Regions from separate parts of the Sus scrofa genome. Here regions 1, 2 and 3 are each linked to region 4. Evidence: chromatin contacts called from public HiChIP or PLAC-seq data. All regions are on one chromosome and are shown on one strand. Each heading gives the region's core, a stretch centred on a gene start, on an enhancer-like site or on the middle of the called end of the contact. The rest is flanking DNA. Distances are from core to core; before and after follow the strand shown. Region 1 holds the start of IFNGR2 (interferon gamma receptor 2 (interferon gamma transducer 1)). Region 2 overlaps IFNAR1 (interferon (alpha, beta and omega) receptor 1). Region 3 holds the start of OLIG2 (oligodendrocyte transcription factor 2). Region 4 holds the start of IFNAR2 (interferon alpha and beta receptor subunit 2).

Region 1 (4,993 bases), core at 1,109-3,608, 240 kb before region 4:
CCCCACCAGCCACCTCCCATCCACCTGGACCCAGGTGTTTGAGACTTGATATGTTTTTTAAAGTAGGCTAAACGTATCTAGACTTTTTCTTCCTCTGACCATAAAAACAATTACATGATTTTTTTTTTTTTTTGTCTTTTTAGGGCTGTACCTTTGGCCTATGGAGGTTCCCAGGCTAGGGGTCCAATTGGAGCCACAGCTGCCGGCCTATACCAGAGCCACTGCAACACCATATCCAAGCCTTGTCTGTGACCTACACCACAGCTCACGGCAACGCCAAGTCCTTAACCCACTGAGTGAGGCCAGGGATCGAACCTGCAGCCTCATGGTTCCTAGTCGGATTTGTTTCCACTGTGCCACAAGGCGAACTCCAAAAAACAATTACATGATTATTGAAGGACACCCGCAAATTATGTAAGTGTCTGGAAAATGTTCTACCACCTGTTTACTACAAATCATTGTTAGTATTTTCACTTTGTGTTTTGACTCACAAAGAGTTTCTCTTAAATAGACCCTAGCTTTTAATTGTTTATTGTGCAAAATTTCAGAGAGTCACAGAAACAGATTTGTAAAATGGTGCTGCTTTGCAAAGGGTCTAGGGTGAAGAATGGGTATATTTCGCACAGACCTGAACCTTTGCAGAATACAATAAAGGAGAATCTCTAGAAAGATGGACCCGCCCGTGGGTGTTGCAGCAATATCAAACTGCAAAGTTTCTAAATACTTCTCTCAAACTCTGGACTCATGGCAGACAAGTCACAAACAAGTTCATAGACTCATCAAGAGTAGCGCTAGTATAAAGTGCCACCATCTGCCCATCACCCAGCCTGGGCAATTACCTACGTTTTACCAATGTGAGGGAGGCTCAGGGAGGGGGCAGAGTCAGAATCCAAACCCACCTGTCCAACTCCCTGGGGAAGCAGCCATTTCCCCGCAAGCGAGCGCATATCCTCCTATGCAAGGCTCCCCTTAAGGAAGAGCTACGGTATTTAAGGGCTTTTGCGAGGGATGCTGGAGAAGAAACCAACCCAAAAACACTCTGAGATTTCAAGGGGGAGGAAACCTCTAAATTCCTGAGACTTTTAAAAGAGTTACCCAATTTATGCCATCAGCCTCTCCAGCAGAAAGAACCCAGCAAAACATAGGTGTGAACAGAGAAAATGTTTTTCTTCATCCATCTTTGTCTGCCCTCCCTTCCTCCGTCCTTCCCTTCCTTCCTTTCATTCTCTCTTTTCCTAGTTTTTCTATTTGGCTCATAAGGACCGTCAGTCAGGGTCAGAGGTGAGCAGGAGGCTGAGCTCAGGTAAAGGGCTGTCCAACTGGACACGGAGCTGGAATGAAAAGTCTGGTTCACCTGACCCTCTACTGGCAACCTGACCTTTCTGCATCCTGCCCTGAGTACTGCCCCCCATCTATCCCATCCCTGGGGCGGGTAGCAGGCGGGGGGGACTGACCGCTATCAAACACACTGGGCCGCAGTTAAAACTGAGCTAGGGTCACAACCTCCTAGACGGAGGTCCCTTGCGGGTGGCTGGGCTCCGCGGCACGAAGCTGGAAGGCAGGCAGGCCTGGGACCTGCTTCCAGCTCCTGCCACCGGGGCCAGGCAGGGCTCCGTTCAGGCGGATCGGGAAAAATCTGTGGCCGGCAGAGGCGGCCTTTTCTCGAGCCCTGGCTTTGACTTTGCCTCTGTTTATTTTGAGAAGTTCGGAGGTCGGCCGCGTTCGTTGTAGGGTGCGGCGGCGCGGAGGTGGGAGAGAAGGAGCCCCTGTGTGCTCAGACTCGTGCGGCGGCAGCTTGAGCGCTTCCTTCCTGGGAGCGATGTCCAGGGCGCTGGCGGTCCCACGGCTCCTCTCGCTGCGCCAGGTCCCGGCCCCGGGGACTGCTCGGAATTCCCCCACCACCCGACACGCGATTCGGGCTCCCGCGGACCCCGCCCAGCAGACTCTCGACCCATCGAGGCTCCCCGCAGGCCCTCGACCGATCCAGGCTCCCCGCCGACCCCACCCGCTAAGGACACCCCGTTTCCTCCGGACCGATCGGCTCCCCGTGGATTCCCCCACCTGCTCCGGGCTCCCCGCGGACTCCCACCCATGCGACGACGCCTCCGTGCGGCCTCGGGGGCCCGGGTTCCGCTTACCTGCCGGGGACGCCGCGGCGCCGCATCTGCCGAACAGCAGCAGCGGTGGCAGCACCAGCGGCAGCAGAACGAGCAGCGGCCGCATGGCCCGGGGCTCCGGGCGCCGCAGGAGCGGCGGCGGCGGCGGCTCTGGGCGCGGCCCGGCCCCGGCACGGGGTCGCCCGGGCGCTCACGTCGCCGCCTCGGCGGCCATGGCGAGCGCTGGGCGCGCGGGGCCCGCCTCTTCCCGAGCAGCTGCGGGGGTGGCGTGTCCCGAGCGGCCAGGGAACCCCGCTCGGCAGCCGAGCCCGAGCCGGCCCCTCCCGGCGCCCGTGCCCCGCCCCGCGCCGCGCCGAGAAGCCGCCGCGCTCCCGCGCCCCGCCCGCTGCGGGGACTTTCCCGGGGCCCCCCAGCCCCGCCGCCGCCGCCCCCGGGAACCACGGCCCGGGGGGGTTCCGCGCGGCCCTGGCGCAGCCTTTGCAGACACCGGAGCCGGGGCCCCACCGAGGCCGGCCGGCCCGGGCCTGGCACAGGAGTGGGGTGGAGAGGGAACCCTGCCAGATGCCACTTTCGGGGGCTTGCGATGCTGCCGGCAAGACCCCTCGAGACCCGAGGTCGCAGGTGGGTCTGGAGCGGAGCATCCCCCGCCCCCGGCCCCTCTTCTCCCGCTGATTCCTGCGGTTGTGCCATTCGAGCATTCCTGCCTGAAGTGTAAACTTTTGCTTATTAGTCTCTCAAGTACATATTCAGCTTTTAACCCCTTTTTGAAAATAGGTTTTAAGGGGCTGGTTGGTCGAAAGGGTCGGGGTGAAGGAAGGGGCGGGGCTTTGGGGGATAATGGGCGCAGTGAGATGGGGGAGAGAAAAAGCCCCACATTTCATAATGGTTTGTGGGTTTTGGCCCTAGTTCAGACTGTGATGAGTATGAGGAAGTAACCTCAGGAGTTGGGGGATGTCGGGGGTGCGGGGAAGGCCAGCTCTTAGAGTCTGAGTCTGCGCCGCCCTTTGCCATTTGATGCCAGAAAGGATTTGAGATCCAGAACTACCCGGAATTCTTACCACCCCCCCCACCCCGCCCCCGGCCCCGGTGCACTTCAGGCTCCCTGCTGGCTCCCATCTACTGCCGGCCCCCCGCGGACCCCTCAGACTTTCAAGGGTCTATCTTTTCTCCCCAAATGAGCCCTAACCCCACTCAGCAGGGAAAGAGCAGGCAAAAAAGGGAAGGAGTTGCGGGGCGGGGGGGCGGCGAGACCAAGAGTGAAAGAAGAGGTTGTTGGACCCATGGAGGGCAGAAATGGGTGTGTGTGGCTGCTGGGCTCCTTGGGAACATAATGTTTGGCATCTTCAAGCTTTGGGACTTTTTGCATTTTCTTTCCTTACTGTAGAACTCTTTCGAAAGTGGCCACTGTTGTAAAAATGCGTGATCAAATGAATCTCTCGCAGTGTTTGAATGATGCTTTGAGTGAGTTTTTCAAGACAAAGACGAGTTTATATACGTGAAGGGAAAAGAGCAGGACATAAGTCAGAATCCTTCCAAAAGTGACTCACTGAAAATGACTGGCGGATGGAGATCCGGTGGTGGCTCAGCGAGTTAAGGACCCGAGTCTGTCTCCGTGAGGATGCGCATTGGATCCCCGGCTTCGCTCAGTGGGGTTAAGGATCTGGCCTTGTGGCAAGCCGCTGTCAAAGATTCGGCTGCAACTCTAGCTCAACTCCACCCCTAGCCCAGGAACTTGCAGGGAACTTCCATATGTCACAGGTAGGGCCTTAAAAAAAAAAAAAAAAATAGAAAAGAAAAGAAAAAGGAAAAAGAAAGAAAGAAAATGACTGGAGGAGCTGAGTCGAAACACTGATATGAAATGGGTATGGAATTATGAAGGTTAACCATTTGGGGTTTTATTTAATGCTTTTCTGTTTTTTCTCCAATGGGCAAATTTCACTTTTACAATCGGGAAAAACAAATTCAAGTTAAAGACAGGTGGAGTTCCTCTGTGGCTCAGCAGGTAAGGACCCAGCCTTGTCACCCCTGTGGCATGGATTTGATCCTTGGCCCGGGAACTTCCACATGCCATGAGCATGGCCAAAAAGACAAAAGGGGGCAAAAAAGAAAAGAAAGAAAAAAAGAAAAGGACACTTGTGCATGTGTCTCAGCCCAGGCCAGGGATGGCTTGTGAGCTCCCTTGCTGTAGCGTTCTCAGGGACAGTGACAATGAACCCTGTGGTCTTTGAGGGGTACATGAAAACCTGCAGAGCTGTTCTCTGCTGGAGAACCTCCTTCCAGAGCTCTTTCCTGCGAAAACGTGGAGGGTTTCTGTTTCCCTTCCAGTTCCTGGCAGAGTGCTAAAAGGATCCTGCCCAGCTCGCTACTCAGATGGGCATCCTGGTCACCTCAAGCCCATAATATCCCCAGACAAGTAACCAGCCCCTGCCTCCAAGGCAGCTCACTGAAAAAGGTCAGTTTTCAGTGGCTGGTCTTTCCACTTCCTGTTTCTCTTGGCTGAAGACTTTGAAGGCAGGGTGGGTAACTCTGACTTCCATGGAATCCTCTGTCCGAAGAGCCAGAAAGCCCATCTCGTTGGCGTTTCTTGTGAAGGATGTCTCATGTCCACTGCCCTTTGTCTGGTTCCGTCTGTCCCCCCTCCCGCCTCCAGCATCATGCATTGTCTCAGTTTATTGCATATAACTTTTTTTTTGCATACAGCCCATGTGAGTTGATTCGCCTCTGCAGCTCCTCCCCTTTGGAGGCACTTTGTTGTTGTTGTTTGTTTTTTTTTTTAAGGACCGCACCTCCAGCATATGGAAGTTCCCAGGCTAGGGGTCCAATCCTTAGCTACAGCTGCTAGCCTACACCACAGCCACAGCAACACAGGATCTAAG
Region 2 (4,826 bases), core at 1,772-4,271, 180 kb before region 4:
TGTTTTAAACTTTTTGTGAACACAGACTTCCGTGGTAAGACAAATGCCACAGGCGCCAAACTGCCAGAAAAATTGGAGACGAGGGATCCACCTTACCATTCCATGTTATATTCTTCTAGATGGCTGTTTTATCTTTTTTTTTCCTTTTTTTTTCTTTTTTGCTTTTTAGAGGTGCACCCTCAGCATATGGAGGTTCCCAGGCTAGGGGTCTAATCAGAGCTGCAGCTGCCCCGCCTACACCACAGCCACAGCCACAGCAATACAGGATCCGAGCCGCGTCTGCAACCTACACCACAGCTCACGGCGACGCCAGATCCTTAACCCACTGAGCAAGGCCAGGGATCAAACCCGCAACCTCAAGGTTCCTAGTTGGATTCATGTCTGCTGTGCCATGACGGGAACTCCTAGATGGCTGTTTCTAAAGTCAGCTTGCTGACGGAAAAACCTCCGAATCAGTCTGCATTATTTTCTGAGTATCAAGAAAACAATTTACACTCTGTTGAAATCACAGGTATTCCCCAGTCATTTTCAGAAAAACCCAGCTGGCTATTGATAAAGCAAAGTAACGAACCTCATCTATAGTGGAAGGAGGTTTACTTGATGGGAAGAACACATAATTGATACATCGCGAGACGACTTTCACACCATAAAAAACAGCAGGGAACAAAAGTATCGCCGAGAGAATTCCAGCTATAAGCCAGGCTTGGGAAGTGCTTCCTAAAAACAAACAAACGGTGTTTAGCATCAATATAGGTGCTTTTTTTTTTTTGCTTTTTAGGGCTGCATCTGTGGCATACAGAAGTTTCCAGGCTAGGGGTCAAATCGGAGCTGTAGCTGCCAGCCTACACCACAGCCACAGCCACAGCAATACAGGATCCGAGCTGTGTCTGTGACCTACACCACAGCTCACGGCAATGCCAGATCCTCAAACCCACTGAGCGAGGCCAGGGATTGAACCTGCATCCTCATGCATCCAGGTCAGGTTCGTTAACCACTGAGCCATGAAGGGAGCTCCCTCAGTATAAGTTCTGACACACACATCCCTGAAGAAGGCTGACAGTTTTTGTGAACGAAATATAGCCATGCGAAAGGAAAGAGACATAAAATACTGCCCTTAGAAACACTGCTGGAAGCACTGAACATACAAAAGCGGTGAGCAATAGCACTGGCATTTAAAGAGTGGCCTGGGAAGTGAAATAAGACACCCTCCCCGAAGGATTTGATACTGATGGGGAGCTCTGCCCATGCAAAGTGTCCACCAGTGCCTCGGTCACACCCAGCCAGCACAGCTTCCAACACTCTGAGACTGAGCGTTCCAAGTCAACACGAGGCACCGTCACATACAGAGCAGGTCTAAACCCTTCTCACACACCAAAACCCACAACTGGACTAATTAAGGGATTTCCACATGACGATTACATTAGGGATTATATGAAAATTATCATTATCATTAGCTTTTTGTGTGTGTCTTTTTGCCTTTTCAAGGGCTGCTCCCGTGGCATATAGAGGTTCCCAGGCTAGGGGTCCAATTGGAGTTGTAGCTGTAGGCCTACACCAGGGCCACAGCAACTCGGGATCCGAGCCTCGTCTGCGACCTACGCCACAGCTCGTGGCAACACCGGATCCTCAACCCACTGAGTGAGACCAGGGATCGAACCTGCAACCTCACGGTTCCCAGTCGGATTCGTTAACCACTGGGCCACGACGGGACCTCCATCATTAACTATTTTAATGAAAGACCATCATGTGGATATGCGTGAAATATAGAGCGTGCAAGAACCACTGAACGAAGGTATCGAAAATATTTTCTAAAACGATCGACAGCCTTGGCGCAAAGGTCCACTTTTGACACACAGCTCACAGAGAAGATATTCTATTTTTATGGTAAAAAGGAAGTATTTCACAATTTTATTGTTTCATTACACGAAAAAAGAAAAGATACGACAAGAGGCTCTGACCTGGTTTGGTTTTCTCGCACACAGTGTCACTAAAAACACTGCTTCTATTCCACCTGTCATTCTCGATGAGTGCTCTGGCTTTGACACAATACACAGTCAGTGGTTTCAAGTTAGAGAAAGTAAAATCCGTTCTCTTCTCTAGAACGTCTCTCTATAAAAAAATAAGTCATTGAGAACGTTTAGTACCTGTGAAATCATATAGCGAGTATTTATTTTCTGAATTCTCTTTTTTTTTTTTTTTTTTGAAGGGGTGCACCCGTACACATGGAGGTTCCCAGGCTAAGGGTCTCAGTGGAGCTGCAGCTGCCGGCCTACACCACAGCCCCAGCCACGCCGATCCTCAACCCACTGAGCGAGGCCAGGGATCGAACCTACAACCTCATGGTTCCTGTTGGATTTGTTTCCACTGTACCATGACGGGGAATTCCCAATTTTCTGAATTCTTTAAATAGTCAATCTGAGATTGGCCTCTCCCAAATGCTTAGTTGCTATATGTTTAAGACATAGAAATTTTTTTGGACAACACGATAACCAAACTTAAAAGTTAAAAATGCTGGGAGTTCCCATCGTGGCGCAGTGGTTAACAAATCCAACTAGGAACCATGAGGTTGCGGGTTCGGTCCCTGCCCTTGCTCAGTGGGTTAACGATCCGGCGTTGCCGTGAGCTGTGGTGTAGGTCGCAGACGCGGCTTGGATCCCGCATTGCTGTGGCTCTGACGTAGGGCAGTGGCTACAGCTCGATTCGACCCCTAGCCTGGGAACCTCCATATGCCGCGGGAGCGGCCCAAAGAAATAGTAAAAAGACTAAAAAAAAAAAAAAGTTAAAAATGCTGGCGATCCCTTGTGGTGCAAGGATCCGGCCTTGTCACTCTAGTAGCCTGGGTCACTGCTGTGGTGAGGGTTTGATTCCCAGCCCAGGAACACCCCCATACCATGAAGATGGTAGAAAAAAAAAAGCTACTGTAAAAAAAAGAATACAGCATTTCCTAAGACAGCTTGTTTATCAGTAACACGCTCATTTGTGTGTGTTTTTTTTCTTCTTCATTTTAAGGCCACACCCACTGCATATGGAAGTTCCCAGGCTAGGGGTCAAATCAGAGCTGCAGCCACCGGCCTATGCCACAGCCACAGCATCAGAGGATCCAAGCTGCATCTGCCAACTACATCACAGCTCATGGCAATGCCAGATTCTTAACACACTGAGCGAGCCAGGGGTCGAACCTGCAACCTCATGACTCCTCATCGGATTCGTTTCTCCTGAGCCACAATGGGAACCCCTGATTTGGTTTGATTGCCATTGTATTCCCTCTGCTTAGTGGCAGAATAATTAAGAGCAGGGGTTCTGGCCTCAAACTGCCTGAATCAAAATATCATTTAGAGCTAAGAGGCTTTATGCGAGGTATTTAATTCCTCTGGGCCCTATTTCCAGGTCTGTACAATAAGGACAACTATGACTTCTTGTTTGTATTAGTCAGCTATTGCCACAATAACGTTGTGTAAGAAAACATTACAACAAAATAATGTTGGGAAATGTTGTGTAACAAAACAGCCTGCGGCTCACAACATATTTATTTTTCTCCCTGGTGAGTGTCCCAGTGGGCTGGGGAGCCCTCGCTGAGACTGTGGGTCAAGTTCAGGTCTGCTCCACAGTCTCTCCTCTGCCCTGGACCAGAGACCTGGTGCTTCCTTTCCTCTCGGCAAATGGGAGAAGCACAGAAACAAGCCACACAGGTGCACGTCACGGTCCACTGTCTACAGCCTGGCATCCGTGAAGCAGAAAGGAACACTCCATTCTACGAATTTGCAGAAGAGCAATTTAACAGATCAAACCGGCAGGGTTGTTTTAAAGAATGATTGGGACCATTCATATAAAATACTTAGCATAGTACCTGATATGCAATGAGTATTCAAACAGCCTCAGAGGGCAAGCACTTTGCCGAAGGTTACACAGCCACAGCAACGCCAGCTCCGAGCCGTGTCTGCAACCTACACCATAGCTCATGGCAACGCTGCATCCTTAAGCCACGGAACAAGGACAGGGATCAGACCCGTGTCCTCACGGACACGATGTGGGGTTCTTAACCCGCTGAGCCACAACGGGAACTCCTCACATAGCCTTCAAGTTTAAAAATTTCCCTAAAATCTTAACTTTGAGCTGTGTTTACCCAAATCACAGTTGTAACTCTGAATTACAAGCGTATACCACACAGTCTTTATGATACCTCAGTATCTGAAGTGTTTTCTCTAAAAATAACTTCATAAATTAGTGGGTAAAGCTGGTTCACAGACTTGTCCTCAGATTCTTTCGGAGCACCGATACCGACACGCAGTGAAGCATCATTTATGGGTTTCATGTTGATGACGGGAGGAAACAGGATAGCTAGGAGAAATGTGTAAAGACACAAAGTTCAAATTAGACCACCTTTTTGTTTTTAAAAAAAAAGAATTTACAGCAAATTGGAGAATTACCATGATTACCATGGAAAGATGAAAACTATCAGCTTACTTTGCATTTCAGTATTAAATCTCTTCTCTTCGGACCAAAGAGATGTGCTATTTCCATTAGATGCTTGGACACGGATGAAGAAAATTCCTTTCGTGAAAACATTTTGAGGAAAGACACAATGGGTCGTTTTGACATTTTCACAGTTTGGTATTTGTTTCCACTTGTCTGAATGGTCCTCAGGAATCTTTTTTAAAAAGGCACTTTGAAGACAAAAAAAAAAGTGAATTTTTTTTTTTTTTTTTTATTCCAAACACACTAAGTCAGTAAATATTCACTGAGTACCTATAATATGCCAGACACTCTGTGGGAGGAGCAGGTCACAGGGGTAAATAGTCCTCGCCCTCAGGAAACTCACAATACGG
Region 3 (4,944 bases), core at 1,950-4,449, 170 kb after region 4:
CCGCCCAGTTTGTCCCCCGGGTGCCCGCCCGCTGCTCCCATGGCGCCGCGCAGCTCGGTGCTCAACTCTGGCGGGCAGTCGCTCGGTGTGGACGAGGACACGGTGCCCCCCGTGAAGCCGCTGCCCCCGCTGCCCTTGCTCCGGGCTGGCAGAAAAAGGTCATCGGGGTCTGGCGACGACGGGCGGCTAGACACCAGGCTGGCGTCCGAGTCCATGGCCCCGAGGGATAGGCGCAGCTCTCACGCGGTCCTTCCTCCCTGGGCACTCAGAGCTTCCACGGACGCCTACGGCGAAGAGAAGAAAAGCGAGAGAGACAGAGAGACGGAAATCGAGACTGAGATGGAGAGGCACTAGGTCAGTAAGAAAGAAACGCTATTCCCGCCTGCATCACAGCGCGGGATGCAGGCGCAGGTGGCCAGTCTCTCCGGGTCCATCTCTCTTCCTTCCTGAGCCATGCAGGTACTTTTAAGTAACCTCTCTCTTTCCCTCCCTGCCGCCTCCCCTCCGCTCTCATCCACAGGTTGTTAATCCCGGGAGAATCGGATGCTTCTCTGTGAGGGTGGCATTTTAGAGGCTTTGTGCCTTCTATTAGGAATGGGGAGTCTGGATCTCCAGGGCTGGAATAAACGAATGGCAAGTGAGGGCTTTTCTTGGGAAGGGTGGGCTAAAAAAGAGAACTATGTATTTGGTTCCTCAAACGCATCCACTTTATCTCCATCAGCACCGCGCAGCAAACACACGCACGGAGACCGGCACTCAGCGCCCGCGCGGGGTTCGGATTCCACGCGCTGTGTCGGGGACCCGAGCGGGGCTCGCCAGCTGACTAAGGACTTGAGCAGAGGAAGCAAGTGTCGCTGGCCCTGATTTCTCGCTTTGGGGCGAAGGGGATGCTGCGGCGAGTATGGGGAGGGTCGGGGCAGCGAAGCCGCTCAGGAGAACTGGCTGGCAGGAACGGGATCCGGGTCCCCTCTAACGGAGCTTCCCGATCACTGCCGAAGTGAGGGGTGTCTGTCCCCGGGATGTAGCCCAGAGTCGCTGGGGGGTGGGGGTGGGGGCACTTACTGTGGATGCAATTACAGAAGCTGGTTCCCCAAAGCCGCAACAGAGAACCCGGCCCGGGCGCCGATGTCGCCTTGGTCTATGATCAGCATCCGCACCTTTCCGGGTTCGGCGGGTTTTTATAGCCCGGTGGTGGCGGCGACCGCGGCGGTGGCCGAAGCGGGGGCGGGGAACAATGTGCGGGTCCTGGAGGGGCCGCCGCGCCAATGAGCTGGGCCGGCCCGGGGGGCTGGGAAGCTGATGTCATCCGGGCTGATTCCGCTCAATGAAACTCGCCGGACCCGGCACACGCCTCCTCCCAGCGCCCAGCCAATGGGCGCCGGCGGCCGGGAGATTCTTAGGGAGGGACTGGAGGAAGGACCCCGAGAGGGCGTGTGAGAGGCAAAGGGGAGGAGGAGGGCAGGCTCTCGGGGGAAGTGCAGAGGGCCGAACGCGGTTGGGAGCGAGGGAATATTGTCAAATGTCCAGGAAAATACGGTCCTGTCGTCAGGCTAGGGGATGGGCTGGGGGCTCTGCACACTTACTAACCGGATACCCATGGCGTTCGGATCTTGGGGATCCGTAAGGACAACCCAGGCGACCCAGGAGCTGGGGCTGGAGTGTCCTCCTTTGCTTTGCTTCACTCTCTCTCTGCGTTCTTGCCACCTGTTCCCATCTCGTGGGTTTCAGCAGCACGTGCACATTTTGAACCCCAAATGTACCGGATAAACCAGACACAAAGCTCCTACTTTCTTCGTACTCTAAGCGCGCTTCTGGGAGGTGGTGGCTGCCGCAGCTTGGCCGGCGGCCGGTAGCGCCCCCACCTGGGGGCAAGGGCCTCGCCAGGGAGCAAGCCGGCACGGAAGGAGGGGACTGACTCCAGAATGCTGTTTGGAAGGAAATCCCAACTCTTTATAAAGTTGACTATGGTATAGACACAGGGAAGCCGTATTTCCGCGCAGTAACCATGCTAACAACACAAGGCGAGAGTCGAACTCAGGGTTAAGCACCCCCTCACAGCATGGGAACTAGATGAGGGTATTTTTTGCACCATCTTTAAGGTGGTCAGCACGCCCTGGGGTAGGGGAGCCAGGCTGGTTTATCTGCCCAAAAAAAGGCGCAAGCTTGGGTAAAGACCTCCACACCCGCAGGCCAGAGGGCGAGATCTGACCACTCGCTGCAGCATTTACCAATCGCTGCCTGGCTCTCAAACCCGGAACACCTTGACCACGAAGAATTAAACCCGGTCTAGAGAAGCGACCAGCTGAGGTGGATCCGTGGTGCTAATGCCCCCACCCATTTTAAAGATGGGAAAATCGGGCAGCAAGCCTACCAGGGGAAAAATGCTGACCAGTTTGCCGCTCAGCCTTGCCTGGACTGCAGATGGGAGAGTTGGCGGTTCCTTTATAACAGAGGCAGCTGACATCTCCCTGACCTCTAAGATTTTCCCTATTTGTTTGCTTCTCCGGTTTCTGGATCCTAGCCCTTTATACTGCAGACACACAAACGGGTCCCATTTCTCCCTCTCAGGGACTGTTACTGTCCTCACGTTACCTCCGTTGTTTGGGAACTTTTAATTTGTATGCAGGGCTTTTAAAAACCAGGCAAATTTAGCAAGCAATTCGCCTTCAAGTAGCAAAGTTACAAAATAAACAAACACAGAAAAGAAACCGGCGTTATTGCTCTCACTTCCTGGATAAGCCTTCCAGCCCCATCTACACCAGGAAACCCAGCAGACTCTCCCCTTTGCCCCAGTCTCATGCCTTCTGGGGCTTTATTTTTCAACCCGCGTGTTTCCCAGCTGGCTCTGCAGCCATCCGTTAAATATGTGTTTAAAACATGAAGAACTGAAGCGTGGAGATGTGTCGTCCAACGGTTACAGAAGATGACCCACAACCGTTCAATTAGGCGAATCTGTCACTTGGAAGAACGCCGGGAGCGGGGGTGGGGAGCAGGAAGAGCTCGGGTATTTGAGGATCATTCCTTTGGGCTTTCCGGGCCACTGGCAGTGAGGACATTCGTGGGGGTGTGAGCTGTGAGCATCAGCCGGGCTGTGGACTTGCGAGCACGCCTGTGTGTCTAATAAACACCAGCAGGCGCAATGCGTGCGCGCCTGGGTCGCGGCCGCCGAGGTTAGACCAGCGGGCGGCACGTGTCCCGTAGCCCCGGTTCCTTCTTTTGCTGCTTGCCACGGGCGACTGTCCGGCGTCCAGCGGTCTGCGAGGGTGCGCGGTTCTTTACGCGCTTGCAGCAGAGACTGGAGTCAGAAGCAGGGTCGAAGATTGACGGGCCCCTTCAGGCACGGCGCGAGTTTAGAGCCTGGGAAGGCAGAGTCCGGAAGCAGGAGAGCTGGCTAACTTGCCAAGTTCCTGCGTGGACGCCCATCAGGACGCTGCGGGTCCCAGCTCCGTGCCACCGAGCCGAGGCGCTGGTGGCCGTTCGCGGGCAGCGCAGCGGCACCTCGCGGTCCTCACTCCCCGCTCCCGGAGCTCAGGCTGGCAGCTCAAAGCTGCGGGCCCTTTCTCCGGGAGTGTCCTTCTCCAACATCCTCCCGTCATCGGAGTTGCTCCGGAGGAGGTGGGAGTGGTGTGTGTCCCCTGGGTTTCTTTAGCCCAGGGACAAGTTGGTCGCTGTACACTTCTCGCGGCGTCTCAGACTCCTCCTACCCCCTCCAGGAATAATCGGGAACTGGAGCTTGGCCACTGGCGCTTGCCCTCAGGTGGGTCCTAGAGGCATCCTGGCACTTGTCCAGGCCTTGCGCCCGGCGCCTGGTGTGCGCGCCCTGGGAGTGTCCCCTGCACCACGGTTCCCACCCGCGCGCGCGCGCGCTGCTGGGCCACATCCTCTTCCCGCGAAATTGAGTGCTCACTCGCCGAGGCTAATGGGCTCGGCCCCGGGAGTTCCTGGCTGGCCCAGACGTCCTGGAGCTGCCGGCCTCCTCCGTCAAAACGGAAGACGTGTTTTTCCCTCTTCTTTGTGTTTCCCTCCCACAAAAGGCCGGGTGCGTGTCGGGGCCGGCCTTTGCTCAGCCGCCTGGCAGCCCGGGTGGAGCTTGTGCCAAACCGGCCGGGGAGGGCTTGCGCGGGGCTCCAAAGGCTCAGACCTCCCACTGTTTCCCGGGTTCCTCCCGGGCCTTTCTTTCCCATTCGGGTCTTTCCCATCTCCGAGTTCCTGCGCACATTCAGGCAGAGTCTCGGCCCGGCTGCCAAGGAGAGCGGCGTCCTTGCGCAGGGCGGGCCGGGGCTGGCAGTGGGGAGGCGAGGCTCCCGGAAAGAAAAGAAAAAAGCATTTCGGCCAGCGCTCCCGATCCGGAAACCAGAGGGAATGCCGAGTGCCAGCGTTTGGCGCCCAAATGTGAGCTATAAGACCTCTTGGAAAGCAGAACTCTGCAAACAAATACTTTCTGTCGTCCTTGGGAGAGACTCGCCTTCCAGAGTCTACCAGGGCCATCCCTGCCTCCCTCCGTGGCACCTAGCACAGTGGAGGGTGCTCGGTAAATACTTTGGAAGGCACACACCTGCAAATGTACACACGGGCTGGTGTGAAACCCAATCGGTAAAGTTCTTGTAAATGTGGTCCCGGGTGTGTGTGTGTGTGTGTGTGTGTGTGTGTGTGTGTGTGTGTGTGTATTTCTTTGGTTTACACAATAAACCAAGAGGTCTGTAATCTAGATTGCTGTCCTTATGGGGGCTTTTAGAATGACAGGGGAAGTGACTGCCCCCTAATGACCACTTGGAGGTGGCCTAAGCTGTGCCAGGCACTTGGTCTTGACAGATTTCATCTCACTTAACAGCTCACTGGCAGTAGCAGCGAGATATTAGTTCTTCCCATTTTCCAGGTGGCAGACTTGATGCTCAGAGGGGCGTGGGCATTTGTTCAAGGTCCTCTGAGCAGAGGGGCGGGTCC
Region 4 (4,487 bases), core at 473-2,972:
TGAGGGGCTGGGAAGGCTTACCTGTGACAGTCATCCGTCTTTTTTTTTTTTTTTCCTTTTTAGGGCCATATCTGTGGCCTATGGAAGTTTCCAGGCTAGAGGTCAAAGTGGAACCACAGCTACCAGCCTACATCACAACCAGAGCAGCACTGGATCTGAACCGAGTCTGTGACTGACACCAGAGCTCACGACAGCGCCGGATCCTTAACCCACTGAGAGAGGCCAGAGATCGAACCTGCATCCTCATGGATTCTAGTCAGGTTCTTAATCTGATGAACCACACGGGAACTCTGTGACGGTCATCTCTAAGGTGGGGTTTGGAAGGGGAGGTGGGAAGGGGTGGGGGTGTGGGGAAGCCTTGCAGGAAGATGGAAGAACTTGGGTAAATGTCTAAGGCAGAAGGCCCCAGCAGAGCAGGCTGGGAGGCGGTATGTGGGTTCTCAAGTCCAGCTGTGGGACAGCAGGTTTCACCCAGTTCCCAGGAAGATAGGTGCCCACACCGTGCCTTTCCCAGACTCACACAGAGGGGCCTTGTGGGCTGGTGTGTCCCAAAGTCTGGTGCATTCAGGGAATTGAATGCCCAATGAATGGTGAGGAGCTTAAACCTCTTTGCCAGTTTTCAGCTGCTCCATGTAGATTTCAGCTGTCCTCATTTGTACCTATTGACCTACAGGTACCGGTCTCTCCATTACTGAGAGTTAAAACCACTCTCTGTCCAGGTCCATTGACCTTGCCCCTTAGGGAGATATGGCTTATCCCCCTGCATAAAAGCTCACGTCCTCTGGATCCAACCAAGTCCCTCATTTGCAGGCATCCCATCAGAATCGCCCAAGAACTTGATGGGATGCTGTCATTACTCTGTGCCCAGCGCATAGCACATAGTAGGTGTGCAACTAAATGCATGGTTGTATGAATGAATCTGTTTCCAAAAACATGGGGACTTCCCTATGGGAACACTTCTCGCCCAGCCTGAATCGGGGTCTATGGTAGCACGCATTTAGCGCCCACTTCTCTGCACACCATCTGTAACCCGCAAAAGTGGTGTACACTCTTCATCTCTGCCGTCCCACCTCTCCGGAGCTACTTCAGCCCCTCCAAAGGCCACCAAGGACAAAATAAAGCAGAAAACAATGCCCGGAGGACCACGCTCCAGATGCTGCAGAAACAACTGTTCACACTCTCGGTCCTAGCTTATTATTTTATACATAGTGATAACTAGCTTTTTTTTCTCTTTTGTCCTTTTAGGGCCGCATCTGCAACATATGGAGATTCCCAGGCTAGGGGTCGAATCAGAGCTATTGCTGCCAGCCTACGCCAGAGCCACAGCAATGCCAGATCTGAGCCTCGTCTGTGACCTACACCACAGCTCACAGCAACGCCGGATCCTTAACCCACTGAGCGAGGCCAGGGATCAAACCCGCAACCTCCTGGTTCCTTGTCGGATTCGTTCCTTGTCGGGAACTCCTAGTTTTGATTCTCTGTTGGCTTAACCTCCTGCAGAATAGAAACTGTACGAAGAAAGCCTGGCTCCTTGGGTTAGGATGTGGGAAGAAGGCGACGAGGAGGCTAGCATGGATGATGCTGACAAAAGATAACGGATTGCTCACCTACCATCATTACCATTGGGGCTTGAGAGGGGCTTACCAGCTTCCAAGCAGGATTCGCTCAGCCACAGCCGCTGCTGTTGGGGCTTCTCTGCATAATACTCTTTCAGGGATACGTGCCTTGTAGACAGTTCTGCTTTTTTGCTCCAGTTCATCCTTGGTGGCTGCCTCTATGCTGTGACCGTCAGTCCCCAGCCCCTTCTATTTCCTCCTTTTCCACCTCGGCCTCTGAAACGCCGTGGAACTGCCCCTGCCAATTACGACTACAGGCAAAAACTGCACACCAACTATCAAGCATCTGTTCCTCAATTTCTCACTAGCTGCAACTTTGAATAACATTTCCTCTGAGTATAAGAAGATGCTCCAAACTGAGAATTTCCTTGCTTACGCAATTTTTTTTTTTTTTTCTGGTGTCTGCCTTGTGGTTTAGATGCCACATCTTAACTTCTCCTTCCTCAAAGGGTCAGTGCAACTCTGCCATCTTGTTCCATCTGGGTCTTTTTCCCATAAGCCATAAACCAAAGTTTGTGAGCATTTTTCCCGTCCCTTTCTGAGCCAGGCTCCTTCCCTGGGCGCTGTCTGAAAATAACTTCGCTACCATCTCACATAGGTCCAATCACTCCAGCTTATCTCATGTCTGTTTTCTGCATGTAGATTACAGTTTTCCCCCTAATACACCAGCAAATACTTGGTGACTGCATATTTATGTGCCAGTATTCTGTAAAGTATAATCTGGGAGACAGACTGGAAAACCTGATTTTTGTCAGCTTGTGTCACGCAAGCCTGTACGAATACAGGAAAGCGTGAGATATGCGGTGAGGGGCATTGTGCAGCGGGGCCCCCATGTCTCTCCTGAGTGATGCAGGGGAATGTGGTATTTCCAGCTACAAAGCATCCTTCTGGGCTTGGAGTTGCTCTGCCCCTTTCCCACCCAAGAAAGCCTAGGAAATTTAGGGGGTGATGGGATATTTTCAAAGGGATAATCTTAAATACTCTTTACTCTCTTTCTCAGATGAGCCATCTTTTGCAAACTGTGAGACTTAGTGACAAAACACCATATCCCCTCTAACCCATGAACCCCATCCATGCAGCTCAGGGTACTGCAGTTGAAGCTGGTTGGCAAAGATAGGGCTGTTTTCTGATCACACTTCAAAGAAAGAAATGGCGTTCTCGAACTGCCTTTGCTCGCAACTGCCGATTGCATTTGGCAGAACGAGGTTGTGCAGAGAGATAAGCCTGGAAAAGGGGCAGTTGCTGTTACATTCTTGGTTGATTGTGGCCCCTCCTAACGCAGGAAGTATGCGAGTATCTCATACTCAAGACTGGAGCCAAAGCTGTCATGTCATTTCCACACCTCTCTGAGTCTCAATTTCCTTGTGTGGAAGCATGGGCATTTTCATGCTTGCCTCTTAAGGACTGTGGTGGAAATTCAGTAGAAAGAATTTTGTGAGAGCCCTCAGCACTGTGCTGGGATTAAGTGGTTTCTTGATAAATATTTGCTGGGTGCAAAAAAAAAAAAAAAAATAATAATGGTATTTATTTAAGAGTCTGCTATGCAATTTTTCTTTCTTTCTTTTTATTTATTTATTTATGTATTTATTTTGTGTCTTTTTTGCCTTTTCTACGGCCACACCTGCGGCATATGGAGGTCCCCAGGGTAGGGGTCTAATCGGAGCTGTAGCCACCAGTCTATGCCAGAGCTACAGCAATGCGGGATCTGAGCCGTATCTGCGACCTACACCATAGCTCATGGCACTGCCAGATCCTTAACCCACTGAGCAAGGCCAGGGACCGAACCCACAACCTCATAGTTCCTAGTTGCATTTGTTAACCACTGAGCCACGATGGGAACTCCGCTATGCAATTTTTCTTGATAAAACACACGAGAGCTGCCTTGCAGGGTATCATGCTAAAATGAGAACAGGTGGAAACTGTCTTAAGGGGATAAGAAGAGGTGTGTCTATTATCATTGCTTTTTAGGCTTCAGTTCATCCAGCGTGTTTCTTGCTTGATCTCTTTCCTAGGAATTGTTCCGTGGGTGAGCTCCGTGAGCCGGGGGCTGTGATAATTAGACCAAGGTCATGTATCTGTCCCCTGTGGGCCAGTTAGCTCAGCTTGGCTCCATGTCCATACACATTGATCTTAACCCAGCTGGCAGGCTCACAAATGTGTGACCAGGTCCCCAAGGACGCCAGGGGGACGGGTTTCTGTGGATCTGGCAAATAATTCCTGCCTGCGGGAGAAGCAACTCTGCAGCCGCTCTGTTATGGTTATTGTGACCTGAAGGTGGCGCTGTTTCTCAAGGAAGAATAGTGCGTGAACTGCGGGTACTTATTTTAAAGGGTGTGTGAATGAGGGGTTATGAGAGTTGGAGAGAAATGCAAGGTAATTTGATTCAATTCCGCATTTTCCAAAGCAAAGAAACTGAGACCCAGAGATAGAAAACTCTTTCCTGAAACCGAACCACAGAGGCACGGCTGGATATAGGGCTCCTAGAGTCTATTCTTTTGCAATTTTCACTACATTAGGGGTTTCCTGGTCGTAAACGATATTAAGCAATTAATAATGCTAATGACAAAGTTGAATGAATCATTGACACCTAGACGGGGGATGTTTCCAAAGAATTAAATTGTCGTTGAATTTCAAACGTCTATTATTCCTAATCGTAGGTCAGGTTCAAGCTGTCTGTGTTGGTTTTTGTTATAAAAGGCATTGGATTTAATGAATGATTTATTTTTCTTTTCCCTAAAAATGATAGAAGGAAAATGACTAGTATGGGTGGAATTTTATTCTATATTGACTGTTTTTGAAACATAAGTATGATTTCCGTTTTTGTTTGTTTGTCTTTTGTCCTTTAAGGGTTGCACCCCAGACATATGGAGG

The links. HiChIP or PLAC-seq counts read pairs in DNA pulled down with a chosen protein or histone mark.
Region 1: a contact with region 4 is called in an H3K27ac HiChIP or PLAC-seq map of alveolar macrophages. The contact joins the promoter of IFNGR2 here to the promoter of IFNAR2 in region 4. A contact is called at or near these places in 2 of 5 promoter capture datasets (fetal liver and liver) and 2 of 2 datasets of contacts at active chromatin or transcription factors (alveolar macrophages and skeletal muscle).
Region 2: an H3K27ac HiChIP or PLAC-seq map of alveolar macrophages shows a contact between it and region 4. The contact joins the enhancer-like site here to the promoter of IFNAR2 in region 4. A contact is called at or near these places in 11 of 47 Hi-C or Micro-C datasets (alveolar macrophages, blood, brain and 5 more) and 2 of 2 datasets of contacts at active chromatin or transcription factors (alveolar macrophages and skeletal muscle).
Region 3: a contact with region 4 is called in an H3K27ac HiChIP or PLAC-seq map of alveolar macrophages. The contact joins the promoter of OLIG2 here to the promoter of IFNAR2 in region 4. A contact is called at or near these places in 1 of 47 Hi-C or Micro-C datasets (epiblast stem cells) and 1 of 2 datasets of contacts at active chromatin or transcription factors (alveolar macrophages).

The regions. Positions count from the first base shown.
Region 1 is chr13:197,004,668-197,009,660 of Sscrofa11.1, reverse strand. IFNGR2 (interferon gamma receptor 2 (interferon gamma transducer 1)) reads right to left here and starts at 2,358. Exons shown (of 7, transcript NM_001111258.1): 1 at 2,139-2,358. The coding sequence starts at 2,223.
Region 2 is chr13:196,943,041-196,947,866 of Sscrofa11.1, reverse strand. It overlaps IFNAR1 (interferon (alpha, beta and omega) receptor 1), which reads right to left. Exons shown (of 11, transcript NM_213772.1): 7 at 4,465-4,664; 8 at 4,181-4,338; 9 at 1,959-2,109; 10 at 572-717. Among named protein-coding and RNA genes, the nearest start is that of IFNAR1, 20 kb to the right of the region's middle. Within about 2 kb of position 3,021, at least 2 of the 83 cell types and tissues checked have an H3K27ac peak or open chromatin away from gene starts, as enhancers often do. A contact at or near this core is called in alveolar macrophages, where this site is marked.
Region 3 is chr13:196,595,093-196,600,036 of Sscrofa11.1, reverse strand. It overlaps OLIG2 (oligodendrocyte transcription factor 2), which reads right to left and starts at 3,199. Exons shown (of 2, transcript XM_003358929.4): 1 at 1,063-3,199; 2 at 1-284. The coding sequence starts at 215.
Region 4 is chr13:196,763,322-196,767,808 of Sscrofa11.1, reverse strand. IFNAR2 (interferon alpha and beta receptor subunit 2) reads right to left here and starts at 1,722. Exons shown (of 10, transcript NM_001204775.2): 1 at 1,645-1,722. The region is part of intron 4 of LOC110256370 (40S ribosomal protein S2-like); the gene reads left to right.